Linked DNA regions of Gossypium hirsutum: region 1 is linked to region 2. The links are chromatin contacts, called in public Hi-C maps. All regions are on one chromosome and are shown on one strand. Each heading gives the region's core, a stretch centred on a gene start, on an enhancer-like site or on the middle of the called end of the contact. The rest is flanking DNA. Distances are from core to core; before and after follow the strand shown. Region 1 holds the start of LOC107918831 (truncated transcription factor CAULIFLOWER A-like). Region 2 has its middle 21 kb from the start of LOC107918640.

What was found. A called contact is a pair of places that touch in the nucleus more often than the background predicts.
Region 1: a contact with region 2 is called in a Hi-C map of leaf, with 2.2 times the contacts expected there. The contact joins the promoter of LOC107918831 here to the enhancer-like site in region 2. A contact is called at or near these places in 3 of 34 Hi-C or Micro-C datasets (hypocotyl and leaf).

The regions. Positions count from the first base shown.
Region 1 is chrD13:17,293,332-17,297,254 of Gossypium_hirsutum_v2.1, forward strand. It overlaps LOC107918831 (truncated transcription factor CAULIFLOWER A-like), which reads left to right and starts at 1,471. Exons shown (of 8, transcript NM_001327154.1): 1 at 1,471-1,655. The coding sequence starts at 1,471.
Region 2 is chrD13:17,103,626-17,107,430 of Gossypium_hirsutum_v2.1, forward strand. No RefSeq gene overlaps it. Among protein-coding and RNA genes, the nearest start is that of LOC107918640, 21 kb to the left of the region's middle. Within about 2 kb of position 1,511, at least 1 of the 9 cell types and tissues checked has an H3K27ac peak or open chromatin away from gene starts, as enhancers often do. A contact at or near this core is called in leaf, where this site is marked.

The DNA of each region.
Region 1 (3,923 bases), core at 221-2,720, 190 kb after region 2:
AATTAATCCAAAACTTTTTCTCCTAAACTTTAGTCAATAGTCAAACATGAAAATGTCATGTGTCTATCACTCAATGGGCTAATATACCATGTCAACAACCTGTTAAAAGAAAATAACAATTGATAGTGACTAATTTACACAATTATCTTATTTAGAATAAATAAATTGAGAAAAAAATTTGGAGTGACCAAATAGGACAAACCCTATTTTTGAGTGACTATAAGGGTGGGTTTGGATGAGCGATTGGGTGTGGTGCGGTGCGTTTAGCTTACTTTTTGTCTCATGTTACAGTATCGCTATAGTATCTAATCTCACCGCCACCCCTATTTTTACACTAACCGTAGGTAAACGCACCGCCCATCCAAACTCACCCTAAGTGTAGTTTACAAAAAATATTTTTAAAAAAGTATGAATCATAATAAATCAAGGTAGTTAGTATGTACTAGTAGATATATCATTTATTCCATTGAAATTGGTGCATATTGATATGAGTTTGTTTCGATGAATTGTTTCAAATTTATTGATAATTTTAAAATATATTTAATATATGTATATAAAATATTTATGCATCAAATGATGCACAATATTTTAATGAAAGTTTTTATCATTTATTACTATAACGGTAACAAAATGGAAATTTTATATTTATTAAATTATTCATGTATTAGTGTGCAATGTTTTGGTGAGCACGATCAGAATTGGGTGCAACAGGCTAATATGATTGATATGGATCAAAATTTTAATTGATGTAAAAAAAATTGATTACATCAATTTATTACTGCAATGATCATCCTATTAATTAATAATAAATGTATAATTTTAAAGACCACCAATGAAAATGAAACTAGATTACGTGTGAATTTTACCTCGTACGGTATTATTATTTTATATTTTAATAATTTGTATCATTTCATATTATTTATAATACCCACTACAAGATTGTTATTTTTCCAATAATAAACCTCTGTATTATAATTTATTTGGTTTTAAGAGAGAAAAAGAAAATCTCCGCCGTCAGCTGTGTGAGTGTGTGACAGCGAGGGTTCTCCGTACAGCTTCTGACGGTATCTATAGGCTGTATGAAGAAAACTCCTTATTTTTTTTAATAAAAAGAAGAAATAAAATTGTGGTTCCAACATGAGACAGTAACGACTGAACAGTCATGTTAACCAATGAGGGATCGACAGCACATTCTTAATAAACCACTCTGGTTTTATCTACAAACCCACTCCCTTTCCCTAAAACCACTTTTTTTTTCTTTTTACTTATTTTCTTTTTCCTATTTTTTCCCTGCATTTCCATTTCTATATATGTTGTGCATGTTTTCTCAGATACACTTCACATTTAGCAAAAGATTTTTTTTTTTCCAACTTGGGTATTTTAACTTTACTCCATCTTCCTCCTCTTCCTTCTTCCTTTTTAGGATCTGGGTTTTTTCCCCCCAATTTTTTAAGGTTATAAAAAAAGAAAATGGGGAGAGGTAGGGTTCAGTTGAAGAGGATTGAGAACAAGATCAACAGGCAAGTTACTTTCTCCAAAAGGAGAGCTGGGTTGTTGAAGAAAGCTCATGAGATCTCCATCTTGTGTGATGCTGAGGTCGCTTTGATTGTCTTCTCCCACAAAGGGAAGCTCTTTGAATACTCCACTGATTCCTGGTATTTCCCCCCTTCATTCTGGGTATTTTTATTTTTTGTAAAAAGTATTCTCCAAGGTTTTGAGAAACAAAGATAAAGTTACTTTTGTTTTTTGGCTTTTAAACTAAAATAGATGTTTATGAAAGTGGTTTTTGAGGCACTGTCATTAGCAGTTTCTCCTGGATTTCATGCAATGGTTATAACAGGTGAAAAAAAAATTAAAGAATATTACACAGTTCAGTAAAAAGTGTGACTATAACTATATCAGTAATAGAATTTACAAGTGTTTCAGAGATGTTGAAGTAGCAAAAGAATGGAAAGCTTTGAGGGGGAAGTTTGGCCTCATCTTGCTAAAACAAGGTTATTGACCAACGGATGATGAAGAAGAAGCAATAAAAAATTTCCCCTTATTTAAACTACAACTTTCTCAATTAGGAGAAAATACAAAGCATCCATTCTATGGACTAAATTATTAATACCAAGTTATAAAAGAAGGGAAAAGCAACACTGAACTTTGTAATAAATTTTATCTTCTGTCATCTCAAAAGGTAAAATCATGCTATCAAACATATTTTCTTCTAAAGATAGTAAAACAAAACCTAAAAAATATGGCTATGTTTTTTATGAAAATAAATTTGTTTTTACAATTTATTTTTTTGGTTTTGGAACAGGGTTACTATCTTTGTCATCTTCTCTCCTTTGGGTGTTTCCTTTTAGTATTCATATTCCTTAGTCCTTACAAGCAACAACTGCTATACATGTATCTTCTTCTTCTTCTTCTTCACCAGCTCTTAAGGCCTAGACCCTCTTTGGCTTTTGAGAACTCTTTCATCCAACAACTGTCCAAGGCCAAAAAGAGGTATCTTTTTGGTAGTTAGAAAATTACGGATTTGACAATTTTTGTACAGAGGGAGTAGGGCTAGGGCTCCATGAGGGGTAGTTCCACACCTCAAATTTGAAGATTCCTTTTTGAACCCTAAACAAGCTAATAAACTGCTTTCTAAAATTTATATATTCCAATGGGCTCTTCTTTTAGCTGATTTAGTTACATGTATGTCACCAATAGCCAGTTACTGGTTCAAGTGAGAAAAGGAATAAAGGAAAATTATTTATAAAGCTTGATAACTAGGAAAAGAAAACTCTACAATTTGTGATTCAAGTTCTTCAGTTATATATTATAGATATGGTGTCTGTCTATTTATGGTAATTATTTGAATTTAAATTAATTGATATTTGATGCATATATCCCTTTTTTTCATTATTTTGATTGAGAATAGTTATTTTTTAAATAATTTAAAATAAAAATATCAAAGCTTAAAATGAAATGAAGGAAAATTGAACACTTTGGATTAGGCTTTATGATTTTATATGCTCTGGACTTATGGCGTGTTTGATAAAAAATCGAATCTTTTTAGTGAATTGAAAAGGAATATTTTTTTAGAAAAATGTTTTGAGAATTTTCAATTAAAAAATGTTGAATAGTATAAGTAGATAGATAACTTATTTATCACTTCGGTGCTGTTGGCTAAAATGAAAAATTAAGTATTGAAAATTTAAGAATTAATTTTATGTTATAAAATTTGGTTGATATAGCACTTAACATTAATTATGGAATATAATTAAATAGTTTGATAATTACATGTTTAAAATTATAAAAAATTTATATATTACATTTTATCCTTAATTTAAAACATTTCACCTTATTTCAAACCAAAGTGAAATTTAAAATTTAAAATTTTTATAGGATAATATAATATTAAAATAAATGAATAAAATAGAATTAATTGAAAATATTCTCCTTTTAAGTAATAAGTAGTTCTTCTACCTTTTTTATTTCAGATTATTAGGCATGTGTACATAATTAAATTATTGAAAATATTAATTTTCAATTAATTTAATATTTCCAATAGATTATCAAATAAGGCCTTACTAAAAATCTTAAGTTGATTTTATTTTTTTAGAAATTATATTTTAAATAAATTATCAAAATAATAGCTTTTCCAAATAAAAAAATATCAAACTAATATGAAAAATTTGTATTAATAAGATTTAAATTATATAACAAAAATAGGATTAAATATGAAAAAATAATTTTGAAAAATAAAAAATTTCTATTATAAAAAATAAATCTATTTACTAATTAATTTTTACTAATAAGCCAAATAATTTCATAATAAATTTAAAGGTAGTTGATTTTTCAATTTATGCAACATTGCATAAATTAAAATTTACCTACTTAAATATTTAAAATCCAAAACCCTAATTTTCAATGAGTTCATATACGGCATC
Region 2 (3,805 bases), core at 261-2,760:
GTATTGCATGTGATATGCTTTATGCTTTACCTTTTTAAGGAAAGAAAAAGTACCCCTTGACCACAAAAGCTAAATAGAAATGATCCATGGCTACAAATTAGTGCCCTCTGGCTATACATATGTATGGGGATTGATATAAATGCATAGGGTGGTATTTTGGTTCTTAGATTAGAATTTAAGCCGCTCTAAGTAGCATCTAAAGGAGAAAAGCCACTTTTTTTTTAATGTGATTAGGCATAATGGATAATTATTTGATATATTGACGATAAAATTTTTTAACTTCATAAACGAGATTAAACAGACGATATACCTCTTTAATTAATTCTTAAAATATAAAAAATAGATAAGCAGAACATATAATGCAAGGGCATTCATGATTCAAACCATACATATTACTATTTGATAATATTTCATTATTAGTTCGGAATAGTGTTTCAAACTTTCGATTTTCATCTAAGTAGCATCACATGTTGTAATTGGATTATTTGCTTATTATGGTATCACGTTATAAGTATGACAATGGATGAATATTTGTGATTTTTTTTTTGTAAAATCTTGTTTCTAATTCGTAAATTTACTTTAAAATTCAAATTTATTTATTATTTGCATCAAATCCGAGTAAAGTTGAATAAAATTTACGTCAAATATCCAAAGTTGTTAAACATTCTCATTTAGTAATTGTAAAAATATTTTTTAAATAAAAAATTTAAATAGTGAATTTGGATATCCAAATATGTTATTTATAAAAGTAAAGCGGATTAATTTGAATATTTGTTATCTAAATCCTGTAAAAAAGTACAGCATATTAGAATATAGATATGCCTTTGCTCCGAATTAGCTGATGATAATAATTAGAATATTTAAACTCAAATATTATCCCAATAATTCACACACAAAAATGGATACATGCAAAAGAAATCTACTAAAAAGAAAAGGAAAAAGCGGAATAATTCTACAAGTAAATTTAGGAGGTTGTGAATTATCTTTTATCATTAATATTATTATTAGCATCATCATTTATTTTTCATATATAATAAAGACATTTGATAGCATCCTATGACACCATCCAAAACACGTTTTTAGAGTTTTGTTTATTGCACTTATAATATAGGACCTAAAAAATAATTTTTCAAGTACATAAAAATTATCAATAACTCTTATATAATTTCTTGAAAAATAAAATTTTCATCATAAAATAAAATATTATTGTTTTTTAACTTTTAAGTTATGATTGAAATGGAAATTTGGTTTCCCTAAGGAAAGAAAAACCAAACAGTAGTATTTGAATCCAATGGTGTGAAGTTTGAACGGAAAAACTATGTATTTATGATTAAAACCAAGTACAAATTTCCTGATTTTAAACAATTATGATTGTGAAATTGGGAAAAAAAGAAAGAAGGGCATAAAAGGGAATAAATAGAAATTTAAGGAAGGGTTCATAGTTGTGCAGTCGACACGTGTAGAAGTAGCTGCAAGAGTCCAGGTTGTTGGGACAGAACTGTGGACATTCATATCCTGTAAGACAAGTTCTAAACCCAAGAAGAAAAGAAGATGTTCGATCGACTGTCCTAACCCAATCACTCCTCGACACGTTTCCTTATCCCCTGCTTCACTGTCTCCTTGATTGTGATTGCAATTGCAATTGCCTGCTTTCTTTTTCCTTTAAATTGTTTAATTATCAGGTGAAACTTGAAACTAGTGCTTTCTTTTTTCATTTTTCATTTTTTCGATAAATTAAATGGATTCTTGAGGCAAAAATTAAATGAGATATTAAGTTGATTAATTAATTAAAATTTTGTTTTTATGTTTTTATATAAAATTTATAAAAAAATAATTTAAACTCGAAAGCCATGATGAGACTTCAATGTTTTAGTTTTATTATTTCAAAAAAAATCCATTAGTCTTTTTTAATGTAATTTTTACATACAATTTCTTTTCAATCGTGTACTAATTTAGTATTTATTATATTTTTTTTTGATAATGTAATAGGGTGGGAGTAGGAGTATCACAGCTCGAATCTATGTCAAACGGATGTTTGACAAAAATTTTAACTACCACACTATGTAAGTCAAAGACAATATTTATTATTTTTATATTTAATAACTTTTTGTGTTATATTAACGACTATCAATCAATTAAAGGAGCTAATTGCATCAAATATCACTATGCTAATATCCAGATTTTAAATGAGTTTTTAAAATTCAAACGGTTCTAATTGAGTTATTGAAATATTAGTATTGTATCAATAGATTCTTTCATCAACCTATTTATCAATTTAGATATTAAATGCCCGTTCAAATATGGTGTGAAATATATTTAGGGTAAACTACACCCAATGTCATTAAACTATTACTAAGTTGATATTTTGGTCACTCAACTTAAAAAAGATAAAAATTGTCACTGAATTATTCAAAAGTTTTTATTTAGGTCACTAGACTATTAAAATTGCTATTATATGACCTTTGTTCGCATCGCCTACACTAATCAAAAGCATCCCTTTCTCGGTTTCCCTTCTCTTCTATAGTTTAGTTATTTTCATGAAACAATTTTAAACGTTATGAATTTGCGAGTCAAAATCTAAATAATTTTCTTCTCCGATCTTTGAAACTAACCGTTAGGTCAACTTGGGTCTAAGCTATATCTTCTACTCGTCGATGGGTATTAATCCACCGTACTAATCGTCGAATCATCCTTTAGAGCTTTCTAGCCAAGCTTTTTTTAAAAACTTACTAATATTTTAGTGATCTTGGGTGTAGTTTACTCATATATTTAAAACACGTAGATTAAATTGTAAATATATATATGCCTATTGACAACTTAGATCTAACACATTTAAAAAACAAACAATGTTAATAAATTTTAAAATAGTTAATTTTTAACATGTTAGATCTAAGTTGTTTATACAAAAGGTATTCACACGTTTTCAATTTGATCAATATATTTTAGTTATATTCTATGTCAAATTTGAGTTGACATTCATGAGGTGTTTGGTTTACAAATGTAATATTACTTATTGTAATAAGATTATTGAAATGTAAGATTATTTTAACGCATTATAGGTTGGTTACATTAGCCTATCTGGTTAAGTTGGTTGGAATGTAAAATTTTACTATTTAATTAACCTAATGTATATCTAAAAACATATTTTATTAAATTCTCCCAATAGAATTTGGTTTTTTTTTATTGTTTACTACATAAAGTTGTTTACTACATAAAGGTTAAAACTTGTAGTATTTTATTTTACTGATGAATAAATGCATATTTATCTGGTAAATAAATTCTATATCTCTTTCTCAAATTAATAATTGGAAATGGGGAGGAGTAATAAGCAACTATGGCTTATCTTTTAATTAAAGTGGCAAGAAAAGAAAAGAAAAAAAATGATTTTTTAAAACTTTTAAAACATGTTATTTGTTAATGGACTAAAATGATAAAAAAGCATGGTAAATTGTTATAAAAATAACATCTCAAAATTTAAAAGAAAAAATGTAATACAATAAAATAAATGTTAATTTTTCAACTAATAATAATAATTAATTAATTAATTAATTATAATTGAAATTAGGAGTGAACATTTAATCGAATTGAATTGAGTGAAAAATTTTAAGTTTGTCAACTTGACAAGTTTTCTTTTTTTCATCCCAACTCTATTTGAATTTTTTTCAAATCGAGTTAAATGAAATAAAATTCGAGTCAAGCCTGAATAAATTTTTTTTGAGTTAAATTAAAAAAATAAACATACCGAATTAAAATATTGTTGACAATATGACTAAATTCCTAGTTAAAGCTCATAAATTTGAGACAA